Regions from separate parts of the Macaca mulatta genome. Here region 2 is linked to region 1. The links are chromatin contacts, called in public Hi-C maps. All regions are on one chromosome and are shown on one strand. Each heading gives the region's core, a stretch centred on a gene start, on an enhancer-like site or on the middle of the called end of the contact. The rest is flanking DNA. Distances are from core to core; before and after follow the strand shown.

What was found. Hi-C and Micro-C count contacts between places; a contact is called where the count stands out from the background.
Region 2: a contact with region 1 is called in a Hi-C map of CD4 T cells, with 6 times the contacts expected there. The contact joins two enhancer-like sites. A contact is called at or near these places in 7 of 14 Hi-C or Micro-C datasets (CD4 T cells, blood, cortical neurons and 4 more).

The regions. Positions count from the first base shown.
Region 1 is chr1:129,413,369-129,418,880 of T2T-MMU8v2.0, reverse strand. No RefSeq gene overlaps it. Among named protein-coding and RNA genes, the nearest start is that of CD53, 87 kb to the right of the region's middle. Within about 2 kb of position 1,995, at least 2 of the 40 cell types and tissues checked have an H3K27ac peak or open chromatin away from gene starts, as enhancers often do. A contact at or near this core is called in CD4 T cells, where this site is marked.
Region 2 is chr1:129,569,502-129,575,170 of T2T-MMU8v2.0, reverse strand. No RefSeq gene overlaps it. Among named protein-coding and RNA genes, the nearest start is that of KCNA2, 14 kb to the left of the region's middle. Within about 2 kb of position 2,865, at least 14 of the 40 cell types and tissues checked have an H3K27ac peak or open chromatin away from gene starts, as enhancers often do. A contact at or near this core is called in CD4 T cells, where this site is marked.

The sequences.
Region 1 (5,512 bases), core at 746-3,245:
AGCACTGAGAGTCCTTCTCACTGGGAGACTTGGGTTATGAAAATACTCCCAAAGAGGAAGCTGCTTTTCCAAGTATAGAGGAAGTGGAAAGGCAAGTGTGATCTGGATTCTACCTGGTTCTGTTCCCACATAAATGACTGCCAAGAGTTCCCACCCACTTGTGGCCAGCGCCAGAGTTTCTTTTCAGCCTCCAAAACTCTAGGTTTTCCAAGATGTTATCCTAAATTAATTTTATTTATGATATTCCCTGACAATACATTAATCATTTGTTCATATCTTTATTCATTTGGCTTTCATTCTACAAACATCTAATCAACAAGTATTTATTGAGTGCCCAATATGTGCCACTGCACTGGGAACTATGTCAGGAAGCTTAGAGATTGATTCTAGCATAAACACTTTATTTTACAGTTGAGCATAAAGACCTAGAATTGCTCTATTCGATACAATAGCCACTGGCCACATGTGGCTATTTAAATTTGATTTAATTAAAATTAAAAAGTGGCCAGGAGCGGTGGCTCATGCCTGTAATCCCAGCACTTGGGGAGACCGAGGTGGGTGGATCACCTGAGGTCGGGAGTTCGAGACCAGCCTGACCAACATGGTGAAACCATGTCTCTACCAAAAAATACAAAAATTAGCCGGCAATGGTGGCAGGTGCCTGTTATCCAAGCTACTAGGGAGGCTGAGGTAGGAGAATTGCTTGAACCTGGGAGGCAGAGGTTGCAGTAAGCCAAGATCGCACCATTGCACTCCAGCCTTGGTGACAGAGCAGGACTCCATCTCAAAATAAATAAATAAATAAATAAATAAAGTTAGTTTCTGAGTCACAGTCACATTTCAAGTTATCAATAGACTCATGACTACTGGCTGCCACATTGGACAGTGCAGATCTAGAACATTTTCAGAAAGCTCTATTGGGCCACGATGACTTAGAGAGTTAAGTGAATTGCCCTTGATCACATAGCCATTCCAATCAAATTCTGTGAACAGCACAATTTTCCTGTGTCTTATGTTTCTACCAATTCTATAAAAATGAAACTCATTTCTGTGTTGGACATCTCCTCCAGAAACTTCTCAAGCACCTGCCATAATTCATGTTGAGATGAGAGAGTGAGCCTAGTTGTAAACACCAAAATATTTGAACAAAAACAGAAGAAAAGTGGAGATGCATGTACAGATATTTAAAAATTATACAGGTAGCTGACTCCAGCTAGAGTGAAATATCCACATGTCTGTCTGATTGTTTTTAATTAACAAAACAAGACTTTTAAAATGTTGAAAGCATGGCTTCAATTCTTACCCTGGGCACATGCCCCTATTTTGACTGTGAAACCGCCCCTTTGGCTTGAGGACTGAGGCAGACTCCTTCAGCAGTGGGTCTGCACAGGACCGTCTTGGATCTTGTTCTCTGCTCTGTATGTCCTGGGTGATTCCATGCCATGTCTAGGCATTAAAACCCATCTATACGCAGATGATTCCCAAATGTATATCTCTCTCCAGGCCTGCTGTCTCCTTGATCTCTGGATGACTTGGACTCTACACTTGGATGCCTAACAGTTATTTCAAGTCCACAAGTCCAAACATAACTCTTGATCTCACCCTGCCCCTAAACCCGCTCCTCCACCATCTTCCATTTCCCAACAAATGGTAACCCCTGCATCAAGACATTCAAGGCAAAACCTACAGGTCATGCCTGATTCCATTCTTTCCTTCATGTCACATTTCGAATCTGGTCACCTCTGCCTCTCAAATACACCCCCTACAAGTCTCTCCTTTCTATCTCCACCCCAGTTGTTCCAGACCAAGCCATCATCATCTCTCCGTGGACTCCTCCAAAAGCCTCATATTCTCCATCCTTCCAGTGTAGTAAGTTTCAAATCAATGGCCTACCTGGCCTTTGCCTTCAAAGTTAAAATGATAGGAAGTGAAGAGCAATCACAAGGAAGGATCTAAGTTAGATTTAAAAACAACTTCCTGTCAAATAGTGATGTGTGTGTGTGTGTGTGTGTGCGCGCGTGCACACACACACACACAGGGAGGCGGGTATTGACTGAGAATAAGCAAGAGGGAAACTTCTGGGCTGCTAGAAATGTTCTATATCTTGATCTAGGTGTTGGTTGTGTGGGTGCATACATATATGCATATAAATTATACTTTAATTTTTAAAAGTTAAAACAAAATAAAGAAAAGGAAAGGAAAGGACTTCTTGCCAAGGTTTTAAAGACAGTTTGGCAGCACACAAAGGGATGTTGTGGAATCTACTTTCTTGGCTTTCTTTCAGAATAGAATGGGAGTCCTAGCTGCCTGGGGGTGTTCAGTGCCTAGAATTAAAGAGATAAAATCAGAAATCACATTTGTTCTGCTTAATTCTACCCTTGGCCCTGTGTTAGATGCATCATGATGAATATTTAATGTGTCACTTAACATTTCATCACAGAAGAATATTTAAGGACATTATGAATAATTAATATGCTGGGTGGAGGGACGTTTTAGAGTACCCAGCCCGGGACACTCTCCACTGTGGAGCCAAATTACTGTGGGATTCTTTGGGGTCAAAAGCAGTCACCATTTGCCAGGCCTTTCCTGGATGTGTCCAAATGCCACTGTGTCCTTCAGCTTCAGAAATAAGGCAGCCTAAAGCAAACCAGACTGTGATAAAAGGATGTGTTGTAAATTTACATTTATGCAGGAATACACCAACACAGTCTGTGGCACCTTACAGAAGCCAAGTTGACTCATGGCTTTCCCTTTCTCTCTACCCACTGACCAGCGATGGGAGACCCTGACCAACTGTCTGGCAAGCAGCTGAGTAGACATGATGATCTGAGTGTGTTGTCATCTGCAGGCAGGCACTTGTGTTTGCCAGATTGGGTAAGTAGGAGTGCAGGGATCTTGGTGTGCCATATAACAGCACAGTAGTTAAAGCACAGGCTCTAGAGCTGCATCACCTGGGTTCACTGCCCACTGCTGCCCCTTCCTGAATGTGTGACCTTAGGCAAGTTTCTGAATCTCTCTGTGCCAAAAGTAACTATAGGCAGTAGCACCAGTGGCATGAGTTTTAATGATTTTAGGTGTTAATACATGTAACTAAAACAGTCCTTGGCACATGGCATGATGTTTTACAGATAAACTGCAAACAGACAAGTAATTTTCTTGTAAGAACAGTTCACACTTTCAGATGCACCTGACCCTAAGCCTGTGTTCTAAACCACCGTTCTTCACTTCTTCCCTGAAAGCACTGAACTCTGAGAGAGGTGTGCTGGGCACGATGGTGTAGCAGAAAGAAAAGAGTCCTCCTGGCACTGAGTTATACTTGCATAATGTGAGCCAGAGTTGAGGGCATGGGAATGGCATCCCATGACCTGAATTTATGTTCTGGCCGTGTCACCACCCAGCTGTGTAATCTTGAGCAGGTTACTTACCTCTTGGCCTCAGACTCCTCAGCTGTGCAGTGGGGAGTTGGATGGGGTCCTCAAAGATCCCTCTGACCCTGGCATTCTACCATTCCAATTTCCACTTTCAGCCCTGCTTATAGCAGTGGCTCTGGTTTGGGTACATGGCTTTGATGGGGAACAGAGGCTGAAAGGCTGCTGCTGGGTGAGTACGTCTGAAGGTACCTCAAATGACAAATGTATCTGAGCATATCTTTCTCCTGCCCTCGCCAACATTGATTTTTCCAAGTCTGGGATCGATGCATTGCTGAGATGGAGAGGGGAAGAGTACACAGTGTTCTTCCCCAAGTCCACAGAGGGCAGGCCCTTGCAGAGCTGTCTGCTTTGTGACTTCCTGCGTCTTCAGCAGGCACAATGTAGACACTGTCATCTGGAGAGGTAGGCAGGAGGTGGAGGGAAAGTGAAGGAGCAATATTCTCCCTGGCTTGAAGGCCAGGAACTGAAGCTGCCTGATTTCTAGTCACAGTTTTGTTACTTCTTGTCTCTGAAACCCTGAGTCAGTCCCTCCTGGGGCCTCAATTTCCTAATCTATCAATAAAGATAATCTTATCTGAGGCTAGTCTGGCATATTAAAGGGCACAGGAAATCTCCTTGCACACTATCTAGTCCTATAATATGGATGTGGTTTTCCTTTTCTTGGGTAATTTCTGGTGCTCACAAAACTGATTTACAAATACCTCCAGCTTTTGGGATGGAGACTAAAAGCCTTGCTTCTCAGGAGCATAGTCTTGCCACAGAAGCTGGAGTATCTAAGAGCACAGCCATGACTTTCTACTTGGCATCAAAAGCAGGGTTTGGGTGAGGAGCATGTAATTCTATACTAACGCGAACCCAGCAGGAAAGACAGTGTGATGGAGACCAGAGCCCTGTGCTTGGCATTGGAGGTGCACAAATGAATAGAAGGCTGATGGTCCAAAGAGAGAGAGAACTTGGTTAGACAATCACAATCTATGATGAAGTACATGTGCTTTGGGCGCATTGAGAAGAAATTTCCAAACTGGGATGTAATGTTGAGAGAGGGAAGGGAAGCCTTCCTCGAGAAGGTGATGTCAGAGCTGAGTCCTGGAAGGTGAATAGGAGTTAGCTGGAAAATACAGGTTTTAAGAAAACGAATTCAAAGCAGAGGGTACTATACGTACTGAGGGCAAGAAAGACTGGCTATGCCAGGGAAAACAAGAAGTTCAGAATGGCTGGAGTGTAGAATCATGCTTCCAGGAATGTGGAAGGAAGGAAAAAGGAGAAGGGAGAGAGTATCAAGAGAAGAAGCAAGGGAGAAGTGCTCCCTGATCACAAGGGAGAAGAACAGAACTTTATTCCGATTCCCAGTTTAAAAATTCTTTAAACAGGCTGGGCGCGGTGGCTCACGCCTGTAATCCCAGCACTTTGGGTGGCCGAGGGGGGCAGATCACAAGGTCAGGAGTTCAAGACCAGCCTGGCCAAAATGGTGAAACCCCATCTCTACTAAAAATACAAACATTAGCCGGGTGTGGTGGCGGGTGCCTGTAGTCCCAGCTACTCGGGAGGCTGAGGCAGGATAATTGCTTGAGCCCAGGAGGTAGAGGTTGCAGTGAGCCAAGAGCACACCACTGCACTCCAGCCTGGGTAACAGAGCAAGACGTCTAAAAAAAAAAAAAAAAAACATCATGATGGCCACAGAGGGTAAGAGATTTGCCCATGGCCATATGGGGAAACAAATGACCCAAAAATGGGTTGAGGGTGGGGTAGGCATGAATGTGTTGAAGTCACTGCCCTTGAGGGTGGCTGCCAGAGATTTCCTACCTTGCTGAAGGTGATCGCAAAGTGGTTGCATAGCAGGTTAATAGTATACTAAACGCACAGTAGCTGCAGAGCAGTCTAAACATTCCAGATGTGCTACGTTTCTGTGCAAGAAGAAACTAATTAAATTCTGTGAATGGGAAGTGTGTGTGTGTCTGAGAGCGGACAGCGGAATCAGACTAATCTGACATTTCACACTCTTTCCATGACCTTGGCAGATGGCTTCCGTTCGGCCAGTCTCTGTTCCCCACTCTCCATTTATGTATCTTCCTAAGGCTTGA
Region 2 (5,669 bases), core at 1,616-4,115, 160 kb before region 1:
TCTGCATGCCTCGCCACCTGGTTCATTCATTCACTCCCTGGAGAAGGGCTCTCTGGAACAGCCTGTCTCACACTGTGTGAGGAGGGATTTTGAGGATTTTGTTCTCTCCTGTACCCCCAGTGCCTGGAGCACTCTGGGTGCTTAATACATAAATACCAAATTGGTGAGTGGATTCACGAAAAAGGCACAACAGGGACAGACCAGAGAAGCAGCCTCATCTGTGCCAGGGATTCTGCACCAGATGGAGCGCCAGGAGCAAGCAGTGTGGGAGGACGTGGTGAGATGAGAGGTCGATGGGGGAAGGCTGAGAAAGGCCTTGAAGTCATGCTGAGGAGTTCGGGTTGTCCTGTAGGTGACAGAGAGCCATTGAGAGTTCTGAGAGGGAGAGATACGATCCAAGCTATGTTTCAGAAAGATAACTTGGGAAATGTAGAGTGTAGTGGAAAGGATGGATCTGAGAACAGAAGCAGGAAATGGGTAAGGAGGAGGTTGCTTCACCTCAGAGATGTCAAGGGTCTGGACTCAGGCCATTTGTTCAATGGGTGAATGGTAGAAGGGATGAAGGCAGTGGTGAAGAGAAAAGCACCAAAAGGGAAACACTATAGGGGTGTAGGATTCAGTGATCAGTGAGATGGGACAGGGAGAGAGACTGTGGAAGGCCTTCGCAGGGCTTCAGAGGGGTGGTGTGTGCAGTGCATGTGCACCTGTGTGTGTGCACTCATGCATGTGTCGAGGGATGGAGCTCACATGGTGGGCAGTTCTGGCATACATGGGGGTTTGTGGGGCTGCTCTGATGGGCCTGTTCCTTGTCAACAGGGCAGATGGCAATGCTGGCCTGATGCTCAGGAGAGAGGTTGAGGGTAGGGAATGGAGAGTTGAGAGTCATCATCATGGAGGGGTCGTTGAAGCCAAGGGCGAGAATGAGATCCCCCAGGATGAGATGGAGTGAGAAGAGCAGGGAGGGGCCGGGTGCAGTGGCTCATGCCTGTAATCCCAGCATCTGGGGAGGCCAAAGCGGGAGGACTGCTTGAGGCCAGGAGTTTGAAACCAGCTTGTACAACACAGTGAGACCTTGCCTCTACAAAAAATAATTTAAAAAATTGTCTGAGCAGGATGGCACCCACCTGTAGTCCTAGTTACGTGGGAGCCTGAGGTGGGAGGATCACTTGAGTCCAGGAGTTCGAGGTTACAGTGAGCTATGATCACTCCACCACACTCCTGGCTGAGATGTGAGTGACCTGTCAGTGTGTGAGAAAAGGCATTTTGTCCTCTTTTAATTTCCCTCTGGAGAGTGGAGCCTAGAACCCTGACTGCCTCTGACCTTGCCATCCAGTTGGGATGTGGCTCTGGAATATGAGTGCCTTTCCTCCATTCTTTCCCTGTGGACTTGCTGCTCTGTGTGGGTTTCCTTTCCTTTCGGAGGTAGGATGGGGAGGCCTGGGTGGCCCTCAGATGACAAAAAGACCCAGAAGAGCCATGAAAAGAACATAAGGAGAGGATGGAGAGGGTAGAGAGCCCTGCTCAGGTGCACTGAACATCATGACTTGGAGTCTAATTGGCAGCTCAAACATGGCATATCCCAAACTAAACTCTTGCTTCCTTCCCATGCCCCCATACCTGAACCCCCATCCGTCTGGGTAGCACCGCTTCTCCCTCATCCAGTTGCTCAGGCCCAAACCCCGGGACACAGCCTTTGGTTAATCCAGCAGGGATTCCTATGGCCTCTGCTTTCAGACCATCTTCTGAACTAGATGTCTTATCTCCTCTGGCAGGCGAAGCAAACTGGCCCCAGACACTCTCCTCTCACTTGGTCTCTTCACAGGTCTTCCTGTTCCTATTCACGCCCTCGCAGAAGCCAGAGTAATTTTAAAAACAACATGAATCGAGTTTTATGTCTTTGTTCAAAGTCCAATGGTTGTTCACTGCTCTCAGAACTAAACCTGAAGTCCTATGGCCCAGAAGGCTCTGTACTATCTGTCCCCTGGACATCTTTCTGACTTCATTTCCAACCACCCTCTGCAGCTGCCTCCTTGCTGGTCTCCACACCCAGAGAATGCATCCCTGTGGCCTGGCTGTCCCCACTCTGGGAGACTACCCCCAAACATGCTCATGACTTGCTCCCTTCCTTTATGGGGCCTCTGCTTACACATTACTTCCCAGGAGATGCCTGGAATACATTGGGAAAACGAATGGATGCATGTATGATAATACCTGTTTTAACCTTGTGCCTGGCACATGGGAGGTTCTTGCAAGCTCTCCTGTCTCGGCTATGAAATCTGCTTCCACTCCCAAAGGCATGGCTGGTTCTTTGTAAAGGAGGCCCCACCTACACAGAGAAGGTGGAGATCAGCTCTGCAGAAAGGACAGACGCACGAGCTGCCACTGGACGCCAGAGGGCGCCGCATGCAGCGGCATCTGCACACTGCGGTTCGGGCGGCGCTGCTGCAATCTGGGAGGGCTGCAGCCGTCAACGCCTACGCAGCAGGGAGAGACCGGGACTGGACAGCCACTGGCAGGGCTTCTGAACCAGCCGCGCCTGGCTCCCTGCGCATCCCCCATCCCAGGTCCTAAGGGCTCTTAAATAAAAGGTCAGGGGAGATTTTGAGGGTATGATTTTTTTTCGCCACCTATTTGTTAAGGCCTTAAACCCCAGCACCTTCAGTCACCTGAGGTCACATGTCTGACAACACTTCCCCTTCCGCATTCTAAAAATACAGAACCCAGAAACAGAAGCTTTAGTGAGGTAAAGTAACCTACACCCTCTGCCTAACAAACCCCTCAGCCCTCCCCTGGACAGCTCCCAGTCTCTCCAAGCCGACTTCATGTCCTAGGAGACCACCTTTCCCTGTTCAAGTGCCCTGTAGCAAATGGTGCTGTGAACTGCGATTGTGTGAGCTTCCTGAGAGCAGGTTAGTGAGAGAGAGAGAGAGAGAGAGAGAGAGATTGCGATTTGGTGGGTATGCAGGGCAAGGAGGCTCCTATTAGACTTCTCAGCCCCCAGACCAAATTGGATATCCCTAACATAGCCCTGTCCTCACACATCCCGGTCTCTCCTTCCAGACTCTCTCTTCTGCTTTCGCTCTGTGTGAACCCTGTCAGGCAGGTTAGCCTTGGAGGCTCTCAGTGTGGACAGCGTCTTAGAGATCACCTCACTGTTCTTGGGCGCACCCAGCAAACACAGGTCCCAGGAACTCACTGATCACCGCCCCATCCACAGCCCAGGTCCTCCTGTTGTTTTGTGGTCTACTGTGATTGGTGGGAATATCTGCCCACCATAGCAAGCAAACTCTGTCTCCCAGGCATGACTGCCCATCGTCTCACCTGTTTTTCCCATTGCGCCTTCTCAGAGGTGAAGGGTGTGCTGCTAAGAACCTGACTTGGCAGAAGGCCAGAGGGCAGGGCTGGGCAGGGCTGGGCAGGGCAGGGTAGGGTGTGAACAGTGAGCTGTTGGTCTATGCAGGGCATGAATCAATGGTGAGCTGTTGGCCTAACCAACGGATGGTCTGAGGTGAGGATGCAGGGTGGAATGAGTGCCAGGACCGGGTCAAGGTAGCATTTGACATGGGTAAAGTCAGTCTCCTATGTGCTTCTGTCTTCCACATAGCTCCTGATTTTTGTTCATTCTCACTGAAAGCTCCTTTTAAAATATCCTCCCCACACACCGCCAGGGGCCCCGCATGTTGGATCATCTTGCCTGCAAAACAAACTGCTCTTATTATGTAATGATGAGTGAGTGCGTCTACCCACCGTTAACAACCTGAACATTTGTAACAACCAACATAGCTTCTGGCTGGAGCGAGAGGCTGTGGACTGCCTCACTCTCACTAAAGTGTGAGAATTCAGCCCCAAGTAGAGTCTCTTGACATTCTGTTTTGCCTGGGCAGGCTTGTCACATGTAACAGTGTGACTTTCTCTCAGGCTTCTTGAAATTCTAAAATAATGGAAGCGCCTCCATATGACCCTCTTGGACAACCAATCTCTGGGGATTCCTGGGTGCGGATACCGGCTTTGGTGTCAGACTTGCTCTGTCCTGCAGAGTCCCACTTCTTGTTTTCTGGTTGGGTAGGGGTTCATTAGCTATTTTTTTAATGGTGTCGATAAAAAATGGATTAGTATGCTAATTTTAACCATAGCTTTCACATGGCATAATGCCTTAGCCCAATAAAATACATAACATTGTATATACAGCCTGATTATAACTTTATTGAAAAGCAACAACAAGGGGTAGGATTTCTAGCCATGGCAGAGTGAAGATAAAATTATATGCTTATATTCGAAAAGAAGATCTTACATCAATGACCTCTTTTCCAACTTAAGAAACTAGAAAAAGGAGAGCAAATGAAACCGAAAATGAGCAAAAGGAAGGAAATAATAAAGATTAGAATGGAAATTGATAAAACAGAGAACAATAGATAAAATCAATGAAATCAAAACTGGTACTTTGAGAAGATTAATAAAATAGATAAGTGTCTAGCCAGTCTAACCAGAAAAAAGAGAAATAACCAACACCAGAAATGAGAGAGATGACATTACTATTAATTCTACAGACCTTAAAAGGACAATAAGGGAAATTCTAAACAACTTTATGCTAATAAATTGGACAACTTGGTTGAAATGGAGAAATTCTGTGAGAGACATAAACTACCAAAGCTCAGACAAAGGAAACAAATAACCCAGTACCCCATAGTTATTTAAAAAATAAATATGTAGTTTAAAGCGTGCTTAGTTTTAACTAATTTTCTTAGTTAAGAACAAAAATTCCAGGTTCAGATGGCTAAACTGACTAATGCTACCAAATGTTTAAGGAAGAAATAATTCTACACAAATTCTTTTAGAAAATAGAAAAGATAATACTTGTCAATCCATTATGTGAGACCAGCATTACACTGATACCAAAACCAGACAAAAACATCACCAGTAAAGAAAACTATAGGACAATATGCTTCATGAACATAGATGTACAAATGGAATAAAAACGTATCAAATCAAATACAAAATAACAAGAAAAGAATAATACTTCATGACCAAATGGGGTTTATCATAGAATACAAGGTTGGTTTGACTTCAAGAAATCAATGTAATTCACCATATGAAAAATATAAAAAAGCAAAACCACATGATCATCTTAATAGAGAAAAATGTTTGACAATATTCAATATTCACTTGTGATAACATCTTTCAGCAAACTAAGAAAAAAGGGAGTTGTTTTTCACCTCATAAAATGCATCTATGAAAAACCTGTAGCTAACATTATACTTAATGATGAAAGACGAAATGCTTTCCTTCTAACATCAAGAAGACAAGGATTTCTGCTTTCACCATTTCTATTTAAGATTCTATTGGAGCATGAACCTAGTACAATAAGGTAAGGAAAAGAAATAAACAGCTTCTAGATTGGAAAGTAAGAAGCAAAATTGTCTTTATTCACAGGTGGCATGGTTATTTATGTAGAAAATCCAATGGAATCTACCAGAAAAGCTACTAGAATTCATAAGTGAGTTTAGAGAGATATCAGAATACAAGATCAATGTACAAAAATCAATCATATTTCTAAATACTAACAACAAACAATTATAAATTGAGATTTAAAAACCCCATTTACAATAGCATTAAAATATAAAATACTTAGGGACAAATCTGAAAAAGGATGTGAAAGACCTATACACTGA